Regions from separate parts of the Zea mays genome. Here region 1 is linked to region 2. The links are chromatin contacts, called in public Hi-C maps. All regions are on one chromosome and are shown on one strand. Each heading gives the region's core, a stretch centred on a gene start, on an enhancer-like site or on the middle of the called end of the contact. The rest is flanking DNA. Distances are from core to core; before and after follow the strand shown.

The links. A called contact is a pair of places that touch in the nucleus more often than the background predicts.
Region 1: a contact with region 2 is called in a Hi-C map of leaf, with 3 times the contacts expected there. The contact joins the promoter of LOC100278185 here to the promoter of LOC100191469 in region 2. A contact is called at or near these places in 2 of 25 Hi-C or Micro-C datasets (ear and leaf).

The regions. Positions count from the first base shown.
Region 1 is chr9:19,114,887-19,120,541 of Zm-B73-REFERENCE-NAM-5.0, reverse strand. It overlaps LOC100278185, which reads left to right and starts at 2,775. Exons shown (of 3, transcript NM_001151543.1): 1 at 2,775-3,363. The coding sequence starts at 2,851.
Region 2 is chr9:18,957,980-18,963,664 of Zm-B73-REFERENCE-NAM-5.0, reverse strand. It overlaps LOC100191469 (Acyl-coenzyme A oxidase), which reads right to left and starts at 1,635. Exons shown (of 14, transcript NM_001136902.1): 1 at 1,273-1,635; 2 at 378-486; 3 at 209-270. The coding sequence starts at 1,419. It also overlaps the pseudogene LOC103639769.

The DNA.
Region 1 (5,655 bases), core at 1,526-4,025, 160 kb before region 2:
TTGTAAAGGCCTCGTAGTGGTACCCTGCCTCGCTTCCTTGGTAGAGGTGTATGGAGTCTGATCAACTCTGTGGCAAATGGGTAACACGACTTGTGGGTAAAGATGCGCAACCTCTGCAGAGTGTAAAACTGGTATACTAGCCGTGCTCACGGTCATGAGCGGCTCGGACACTCACATGATTAAATTATGGAACTTAAACTCAATTTGTCATATGCATTGCATCGCAGGTGAGGTTGTTACTTTTGTTCTACTACTTAATTGGGCTGGTATTTACTTATACTTAGTAATTGCTAATAAAATTTTGACCAACTTTAAAAGCAATGCTCAGCTCTAACCATCCTCTTTGGTAAGCCTTACACTTCACGTGAGCTCCCACCTTTGGCGAGTTTATACACATTATTCCCCACAACTTGTTGAGCGATGAACGTATGTGAGCTCACTCTTGCTGTCTCACACCCCCCACAGGTCAAGAACAGGTACCGCAGGATGAGGCGCATGGAGGATGCTGCGATGAGTTCGTGAGAGGTCTAGGTCGTCGTCCTCCAGTCAACTTTGGGTTGCTGGACCGTTGTCTCCTTATAATGTAATTACTTATTTATTTTGTATAGAACTCCTGTTAAATAGTAAAGATGTGACATTCGATCTTGTGCCATGATTCATCATATGTGTGAGACTTGGTCCCAGCACACCTGGTGATTATGTTTGCGCCCGGGTTTTGGACCCCTAAAATCCGGGTGTGACAATCAGTTGCTCCTTGTGCTCCTCGAACTATCACTAATCCTTAGTCGACAGAATCCCCATAGTCGGCTCGATAATGTTGCTAGTAGAGACATCGGAACTATCCTTTGAACCGGCCATCAGGGCCGATCTGATAGATCTTTACGCCTTGTCCCTAGAGGAGTCACCAAAAAGTATGTTGGTGCCGATCTGGGCGCCAATCACTGCGATGAGTACCAGAGGTGGTGCTCTCTGTGGAAGCGCGATTGGTCCGCGACCTGTGCAGAGGCTAGGGTTTCTGCTTGACAAGTCAGACGGTCTGCGCGTGGTGACCGGACGGTCTGCACGTGCGCAGAGGCGACAAAGTTCACCAATAGCACCTGGATCTCGCTCCCAGGAGGGACCCCGTCGGGGAGGAGAGGTCTTAGGGTTTGACTTGGGATCGGCAGGCCACCCAAAACGCCTCTAAACGACGTAGAGCCAGAGAGAGGTGAAGATTAGAGGAAGAAATATATGTTATTGTCTACTCATAGGACAAAAAGTAAATAACAGAAGATAAATTGATTGTCTAATCGATTGTTGGTTTCTCAATCGACCGCACCCCTTCAAATATATAAGGGAAAGGTCTAGACCCATTCCTAGACGTCCTCCAACAGCTCCCGCGAGATTAGAGAGGTAAATACGCGAGGAGATAGGAGTTTAATCGCCTGATCTAATCCTATCGCTGATCATCCGCGCATATGGCCGTCCAGGCCACAATGACGGATCGTCCAGGCCACAATGACGGACCGTCTGACCATGCCTAGTGGCACAAATGGTGCTCAACAGTAGTTTTAGTTTTTTTCACATGTCAATCGACATTTGATACAATATCAGGATGTGAGCGGAACATATGCTAAAACAAGGTCCAGAAGACATTTGACACAATATCAGGAGGTGAGCGAAACATTAATAGGGTGTTTGGTTTGAGGAATAAGCTACTCCATCATTTTCTCACTCCTTATTTTTTTGTTTGGTTTGTGGAATGGAATGAGTTGAGCTATCAACACCTCATTCATCATAATTAGTTAGTTAGTACTAATATGAAGAACATGGTCATTTCACCAAATTTGAGAAATAGAATCATAATGCACCACCTAACACCCTATGTTCATCGTCGAAAAGGAGGGTTCAACAAGGATTTAATTACTCTATGAGAACACAAACGTTTTTTCTGGTCGCCGTTACCTGGCGCCGTGGCGACGACTTTTCTTTGCCGAGTACCGGCTGACACTCGGCAAAGTCTTTGTCGAGTGCCCGATAAAAAGTATTCGGCAAAGAAGTTATTGTCGATGTACAGTTTGCCGAGTTTTTTTTTTGTCGAGTGTCACTCAGCAAAGACTTCGCCAAGTATTTTTCAATTTTTGCGGAGTGGCTGATTCCATCAAGTGTTTTTTAATCTTTACGGAGTGGCTGATTCCGGTAGTGCAACTCGCATGCACAGTTAGCCATGTTTCTTCCGAACAGAATGTGCAGGGCTTGTGGTCGTACGATCGCTTCGTGTTCGTGAACTGCAGCATCCATGCCACCACTTTTCACTGGAAAGCGAGCAAGAGTCCGGTATGGAAAGCTACGTAGCCAGGGAAAGGTTTGGGAAGGGCTCACCACTGAACTAATGACTGAACCAGATAAAAAGAAGATAATGTGATACCACATAAACGTCAGTACAGCTTGCCAAAAAAAAAAGATGAAGCCTGTAGCAGGCCCAGATACGAGGCGGCCGGCTGGAGCTCTAGAGGATGGAAAGTGGGACCATCTAAATCTATGCTGGACACCGAGGCGAACACGCTGGTGCTCACGGGAGCTGCATCGTGTAGAAATAGGATTAGGAAGCATCGAAAATCATCTCAAGATTTTGTGGACTAACATGCCAGTGGCTGCAGGGGCTGACTGACCCCACCTGCCAGTGGACAGCTGCTATTCAGAACCGACCTAACTACGCCTACGCCAACGAGTGGACAGCTGGCATCGCTTCGAACTTCAAAACTCAAAAGTTCGAACTCCCTTCGCCTCTCGCCACAGCGCGCGAGAAACCCACCCCCGTCGCCGTCGTCGGCATCCGCCGCCGCAGGAGAAGCACCACCACCGCGGGCCATGGACTTCTTCCCCGACCGGGCGTTCGTGCGGCTGCGGAACCGCGCGTACGGCACGTACCTCTACGCCGACGACGACGGCGCGGGCGTCATCCTGAAGCCGCAGCGCGGCTCCCTGCAAACGGCGTGGCAGGTGCACCGGGTATGGCGCCACGACCGCATCTACATCCTCCTCCACAGCGCCGCCTACGGCCGGTACCTCGCCGTCTCGCGCGTCACGACGTGGGTCGACACCCGTCACCATGCGAACCTCACGGTCCAGGGCGTCTACGAGACCCCGGAGCAGGACGACGTCCTCTGGGAGGCTGCCTATGTGGACAACGTCCACGTCGTCATGCTCCAAGCCTCTCACCGTCTTCTCCGCGCCAGCACCCAGAACACCACCTTCTTCAGATACGTCTTCGTCGATCACCCCGGCCATTATTACGGCACCATGATGCATTGGACGGTCGAGGCCATTCCCGCGAGACCACTACCATGTCCATCCGCCTTTCCCATCCCAGTCCCAACTGACGTGAGCTCTGTTTGAATAAATCCTAGCTGCTAACTATAGAAGGCAGAGGCCCTTAGCGCCATTAGAAGAAGGTGTGCCCAGATTACGGCATACCCCAGGTGATTGGGATGGCAATCATCGAGCACGATTATGCCGGGATTGGGTAACCATGTATAGCTGCGTATGTTCTCTTTAAATAGCAATAGCAAAACAACAGAAGCAAGCAAGTCGCTCTGCTTCACCAAAATACATCTCGTGTGTCTGTCTTCATCGTACGGGACTCTGTCATTTGGTACCAGAGCCTATTCTCCGCCGTCGCCATGTCGTCCCGACCACCATCCAAGGTGAAGCCAACGGACGACCTCGACGGGGAGCAGAAGGTCAAGCACTCGCGATCGCCGTCGCGACGCCGTGGCCGCTCACACAGCCGCCGCCGCTCCGGCTCACGCGTCGTCGAGCGCGTCATCGAGCGCCCGTCCGCGAACGTCGCGTGGCCGATGCTCACGCGGACGAATTACTCCGAGTGGGCGCTCGTAATGCAAGTCAACTATCAGACACTCCGTGTCTGGGACGTCGTCGAGCACGGCATTGACGACAACGACGATGAAGACGAGTACCAGCAGGACCGTCAGGCCATGGCCGGCCTCCTGCGCTCGGTACCATCTGAGATGTGGGCAACACTCGGCCGCAAGGAGACCGTCAAGGAGGCATGGGACGCAGTCAAGGTGCTCCGGATCGGTGACGATCGCGCGCGCGATGACAGCGCGCAGCAACTGCGCCGCGAGTTCGGCGCAATCGCCTTCAAGGAAGGGGAGACCGTCTCCGAGTTCGGCATCCGCATCTCGACGCTCGCCGCCAACCTCCGCACCCTCGGCGACAACATCACGGACGCCGAGGTAGTGAAAAAACTTCTGCAGGTTGTCCCGGATCGGCTCTCGCAAGCCGCCGTCTCCCTCGAAATGTTCCTCGACCTGAACAAGGTGTCGATCGAGGAGGTCATCGGGAGGCTACGCGTCTTCGAGGAACGTGGCAAGCCGAAGGAGGTCACGGACGCCTTGGGGCGCCTGATGCTCTGTGAGGAAGACTGGGAGGCACGCTGCAAGGCCCGACGTGAGCAGAAGAGCTCTGGTGGCAGCGGCGGCTCCAGCAGCCGCGGGAAGCGCCAAAGCCGAGGACGTGGTCGCGGCGACGCAAGATCCACGATGCATGCCCACGATGGCCAGAACGCTGGTGCCAGGAACGCGGGCGGTGGAAAGCCGCCACCTGGCACGGCCTGCCACAACTGCGGCAAGGAAGGGCACTGGGCCCGAGACTGCCGCGGGAAGAAGAAGAAGGGTGCGGCACACGTTGCGCAGGCCGAAGAAGATGACGAGCGCGCACTGATGTACATCGCTGCAGACACGGAGGTAATCAGGCCACCCGTGTCATGCTGCCACTCTGTTTCACCGGCGTTTGCAGCTGAGACGCAGGAGCAGGTCCACATCATCGAACCCAAGGTACTCCTTCACCTCAGCCAGGAGCAGGAGGAGGAGGCTGTGATGCTTCACCGCTGGGTACTTGACACCGGGGCGACGAACCACATGACGGGCTCGCGCAACGTCTTCGCCGAGCTGGACTCCGGCGTAACGGGCACCGTTAAGTTCGGAGATGGGTCCCTGGTGGATATCCAGGGCAAGGGCACGGTGTTGTTTGCCTGCAAATCCGGCGAACACCGTCGGCTCGACGGCGTCTACTACATCCCGCGGCTCACCACCAGCATTGTCAGCCTCGGCCAAATGGACGAGGACGGATTCAAGATCGACATCGAAGCAGGCGTCCTACGCTTGTACGATCTGCAGCGACAACTACTGGCAAAGGTGCACCGAACACCTAGCCGACTCTACCTCCTCGACATGAACATAGCTGCTCCGGTGTGCTTCACCGCGCGGGTCAGCGACGTGGCGTGGCGCTGGCATGAGCGCTATGGCCACCTCAATTTCCGGTCGCTGCGCAAGCTCGGGCGCGCAGACATGGTGCGAGGACTCCCGCCGATCGACCATGTGGACCAAGTCTGTGAGGACTGCGTCCTGGCAAAACAGAAACGGACACCGTTCCCGCAGGCTGCCAAGTACCGGGCTCAGGAGGAGCTCGAACTGGTCCATGGCGATCTGTGCGGCCCGATCTCGCCACCAACACCTGCGGGGAACCTCTACTTCCTGCTTCTTGTCGATGACATGAGTCGATATATGTGGCTCACGCTGCTGCGCTCAAAGGCGGATGCAGCGGCGGCGATTATGACATTCCAGGCGCGCGTCGAACGCGAAACCGGCAAGA
Region 2 (5,685 bases), core at 386-2,885:
CAAAAACTATATGTTATTCAATGGCAGGAATCTTATATCTGTTTCTTATTAAATGATAGGCCCTTATTTTTACAGAAACCCAAGAACCATATGCTGAGCATCCAGCAGCACCAATTCCAGAAGACCTTAGCACACAGCATGGACAACAAAGGATTCACCGTGGTACGATAAGAACATATACTGATGCAATAAAGGTTGATAGGCATACCCAATGCAGATCAACATAACCAGGCTGATCGACGTATAGCCTCAGCATACCTGCTTCCTCCTCTGCCAATCCAGCAATACAACACAGTAGAACATCAGTGAAACTGTCTTATCTAGCAAAATGGCTCGATACTTCTTTGGTTGGTGTTGGAATCTAGGCGACTTGGTACCTGTGAGACGTAGTTCCACAATACGCTTCCATGCATGGGCTGCCTTTCTTAGAGTGTCCTTAAACAAGTCCTTCCTGGAGAGCATGGTCCTGTTATCCTTGCGGAAGACCTACGTATTAAGCAGGTGGAATTGTAAGTGAACTTCTCGCGAAGGAAAGTTAGCTACTGTAACCTGATGCATTATCTTGGCTTGATAATCAAAGCTTGGGTGCTGATTTGGCTCAATGTTAGCCTTTACAACCTTTAGGAAACTAGGAACAAGGGAAATAGGAAGAATGACGGTTACAATCTTACTGTTGCTTTTTCTAAAACAGAAATAGCAATATTACAATTTCTCACAAGGATAATATACAGTTCGAAACCGGAAAGCAATCATGTATGCTAGAATAAGTCAACACGTAACTACTGTTTATAAGACAAAAGGTTATCGGTTTAGTCAGCATCGTGGGGTCATAGGGAAACACTGAGAAAACTGGTATTAGTAGTGGAGCTATGAATATTCTAGATCCGAATAATTTAAGGAAAAGGTGGTGAGGTGAAACAGTCAAAGCCGAATTGAGCTGGGTAAACCATGGCTTGCGAAATCCGTTTACTTGTTAGTTTTTTTCTGCCTTGCATAGAGAGGCTACAGGAGATCAGATGCGGAAAGGTGTTGCTGTTTTATCAGGAAGAAGGAAACGAGATTGGGATTGATCCGGGGGGGAGCGGAAAAGGCAAAGCACGGATTGTGTGGATGTCAGCTAGTGAATGAAGCTGAAAAGTTGGGGAAGGGCAAGCGAAGAGCCCGCAAGCAATCCATGCGAAGGGGAGGGGAGGCGCATCTGATTCTGATCTATGCGAAGGAGGTGGAATTGGGGATCGGGGGGAGAAGGGGGTCAAGGAAGCAATCACTTACAGGGTCGGACGCGACGAGTCGGGCCATGCGGTCGCCGACTTCGACGGCGTGTCGCGAGCCAGCCCATGCAACCTTCATCGCCTCGACATCGAAGCGCGCGGCCGACCTCTCGGCGGCGAGGTGGTCCACCTCCGCCGATGCGTCCATGGCGATCTCTGTCGAGGTCAAGACCAAAGCTCTCAGATGCCTGGCTGGGAAATAACTCACACGGCCAGACCCAGACCTGCTCCAACTCGCCAACTACTACTCGCCCTCGTCGCCTCGCTCGATTTGGCTGTTTTTTATGATAAATATAGATAGGTGGGCGAGAAACACAACGTGGAAGACGAGGACGGCTACTGGTCAGGTTTCGTGAAAACATCCATATCAATCACGTCGGCCATGTGGATGGTTGGTTTTCAGTTTTGACGCATTTATTTTTCGTTCATAGGTTATTCTCAACGGGACTTTCAGTTTCATAACACTTTTTTAACACTGTCGCATCATATCAAAAGAGTCTTGAAACTAAAAAATAAAACAATATATTTTAATGTTCACTATTTTCTAGACTAGCATACCAAATAAATGAAATGATGTAACTAAATGATTAATAAAAGTTAATAAAATATGTAAAGAAAAAATATAATAATCCTAATATAAACAATGAGAATAATTTATATTTGTCTGATATCAACAAAAAAAGTAATAATATAGTTGATTGCTCACTGTTATAGCATGCGTCTTAGCTTATCTATATAATGTAACTAATCTTTATAGCCTACGTTAATAGTTAGCTCCTTGATATTAACTAGAATAAGTGGCACCCTTACGGGCGCCCTATCGAGACAATATAATTCTTGAATAAATTGCTATATACCTTTCATATAAATTGTTCTCGAGTTTTGGTAGATTGGGGCAATAGTAATAAAATACTTTAGGTGTGCATGAGACTATCACGATAATTAATGAGCATACAATATATGTTGTTCTAACCAGGCACGCCAATCGATGTAGATGCAGATGTACAAACAGAGTGCACAAAATTAAATTCTAGTTGATTCAAAAACATATCAATTTTGTTCTTGAACCTTCAGCATATCAATCTTAAATTTTAACTTTTACAGACGCTTAGCTGCTATTTGTAGTCCAAGTGTCCAACAGGGTATTTCAAAACAGTACAACAGGCTGCTTTGGTCAGAGCTCACAGCCTTATGCAAAGCATTGCTATCTGCAAAAAGCAAAGAATGATCATGGAATGTGCAACCCGCGGATTAAAGCAAACGCAAAAGCCAAGCACAAAACTTGACATTAGCAGTAAAAGCCCATGTCCCAATCCTATACCTTCATCTACAGCAAGAGCAGCATATCTTGTGTGCATACTACTTCATCTAGCAACAGCAAATGGATTGTTTTGGACTTGGTCCAGACGTGATAGAGCGACAGTCTCCGACTCTCCGTACTGTGCTATGAGAGGTCGTCATTTCTCTGAAAAAACAATGATGAGTTGACGACATACCTTGGCCGAGTTGACACACGCGCTTTCTTTGCTGCTCGAGCTGTAACAAACAGGCAGTCGGCAGACGACGCTCTCATTCTCGTGAGCGAAATAAAAAAATTAATGGCAAGGTGATGGCGGCCAGGACGAGACACGACGACGTAAAGAAAGTATGCAATAATAATGCAAGGATCAGGTCAATCTTTACCCTTGCTTCTACACTTTGTTTTCAGGTAAGTCTTCTCGTGACAAAAATACCACCTCAGTAGTTTGTCAGGTCCGATCCGTAGACCGTAGCCTTGCATTGGTCCATCTTAACAAACAAGTACGTGCTTCCCTGAAATTTCTTGACAAATTGTTTCCCAGGGGTACGTCCCTGAAATATCCATACACGTATTTCAATTAGGACGATATCTGGGAAAGTACATCGGAAGGGAAAACTATATACATTCAGAACATCACCAAAGGCCTATGGGAAAGTTCTCCCATTATATTCAAAAGTCGCTAAAAACATATTCAAAGATGTTTTCAATTTCCAATTCGAGAAAGTCGGCTTTGAGAAAATATGCTCGTTAGAATAAGGTCTTTGGTTTGGCTTCTGGTTTTTGGAAGGTAGAAGCCATGGCCAAAAGTCAAACAGAACACATCCTAATAAGTTAACTATCTCTGTAAATTCTATTTAGGCTTGCATTTTTTATAAGAGAACCACCATTATACATTCATTTACTGTTGGTTGTTGATCGAGCCTGCATATTTTATACTACGAGACAGGCAAACAACGTTCATTCGAGCTGCCACTGCCAGTCCAGCAGCTGAGGTTCAAGAAGTCGTTGTAGCAGGAGCGCGGCTCACCTGGCCTGTCGCAATGTAGAGGCGGTTGTACCAGCCGTTGAAGGCCATCCCGATGGCCGAGACGATGTGCCGCCGCCGCTCGCCGGGGTTCTGCGACGTGTATTCCAAGTAGTACAGGCCTGCATGCATGCAACACGTGGTCAGCAAGCAGTGACTAAGCGCTGCTGCGTTCCTTCCGTCCAGCAGTCGATCGGTCCTGCTACGAGCTATGGTACTACCGTTTGCCGCCCTGGAGTGGATGAGCTTGGCGGCGAGCCCCGGCAGCGAGCCCCGGCGGCCTCTGCCAGCTCCTGTCCAGGCCATTCACATGCGTGTGCTCTCAGTTGTCTGTCATGGCTTACGCATTGGTTCTGGTTGGTGCCAAATCAGGCAGCAATGTTTAGACAGAGGCGAGCGCACACGTACCAGGCCCTCGGCGAAGGCAGCGACGTCGCCGAAGGACTTGAGGCTGGTGAAGTCCGGCCCGATCTCGATGATGGCGACGCTGACTGGTGGCGAGGGAAGAAGAAGAGAGAGAGAGACGCAGAAGCCCGTCAACGTGAGCTACTCCACGAACGAAACCGAGACTGACGAACGGTGTCGCGTACCGTTGGAGTCGGTGGCGGCCTGCTCGGGGTAGAACGCCGTGACGGACTTGATGCCGCTGGCCTCGCCGGCGCCGACCAGCCAGCCTGTAGACACACGCGCACAGAGCTTTTTATATAGCATGTCGCCATTGCCACCAAATTATCATTTTGCATTGGATACAGACAGGGAAACTAAATGAAAGTGCTCTGACTCCGACGACGACTAATGGAAACTGAAAAGCCGGGGGAAGAAATCGTGTGCGTGCGTACCTTGCGGAACTTGAATGTTGAACTTGTTGGCCTCATCCTCGTACGTAGTGAAGCCCTCCTGCGACTCTTAATTACCCCCCCCCCCCCCCCCGACCAAAACTGTAGCAATAAGCATAATATGTATGCGCGACCGGAACACCAGCAAGCATGGACACAACAACGACGAGAACTGAGAGCGTAGGCGCTGCTGTACCGGCGGTGGCCTCGTCCGCCAGAGCGCCGGCAGGGGCGAGCAGTGCCGGCGTCGTGGCGGAGAAGACGATGTCGAGCAATAAGGCGTCCCTCCGGCCCAGCAGCCCCTCCTCTACCCTGACAACCACATATAATACACAAGTAATAATACATCATGGCGCGCGCGTACGTCATCCGGAGCTCGTCGAGCAGCGGTGATGCCGAATTGTGCCGACGAGCGAGGTGACGGCCTATGTTGGTAGGTCGTCTGCGAACTGCTCCGCGACGGCAACGGCTGGAAGGGCGCCGACGAACTGCCCGCCTCCGCCGAAGCCGGCCCCATCTGCCAACTCCTCTCCCACACCGGTGACGACCGCGGCAGGAAGGGCTCCCCCGGCGACGGCCGCATCGGCGACCCGCTCCCACCAATCGGCGATCTCACCGGCGACGACCGCGGCTGGAAGGCCCCCCCCCGCGACATCGGCAGCCCCACCAGCGATGACCACGACTGGAAGGGCCCCTTCGGTGACATGCTCTCTGACGGCGACCCGCTCCCTCCCATCGGCGACCCTAGATCCAGAAAATCAACACCTGCACCGCGCAGCGAGCGAAGATACCTGTGGCTGTAGGCAGTGGCGGCGCCGGCTGTCGGCTAGGGTTCCGCCTGGCCGCGTGTCGCCTGACGAGAGAACAAGGTCGTCGAAGGGGGCCTGCTGCCGGCTCGTCGAAGGTGCCCTGCAGAAGATCCAGTGGAAGGAGCCCAGCAACGCTGCTACAGATCGAGGCGAATTCTCTGAAAGCTGTAGCAGCAGCAGAGGCTCCCGAGGGAGAGGGGGAGAAGGCGAGGCGGTGGAGCACGCGGAGGGAAGTGGATGGGAGATCAGGTGCGAGGCGAGCCGACGAGAGAGACGGATGGCATGGGATCGTTCAGAGGTGAAATGGAGTAAGTTTTCGGGTTCGAACCAACGCACACGCTTCGTGCCGCGGGAGTGTGTGGCCATGCGCCGGCACGCGTGCGGCTGAGACCCCGTGAAGTGCAGGGAGGAGTCCAAACCGGGTGGAGTTTTAATACTTTAGATG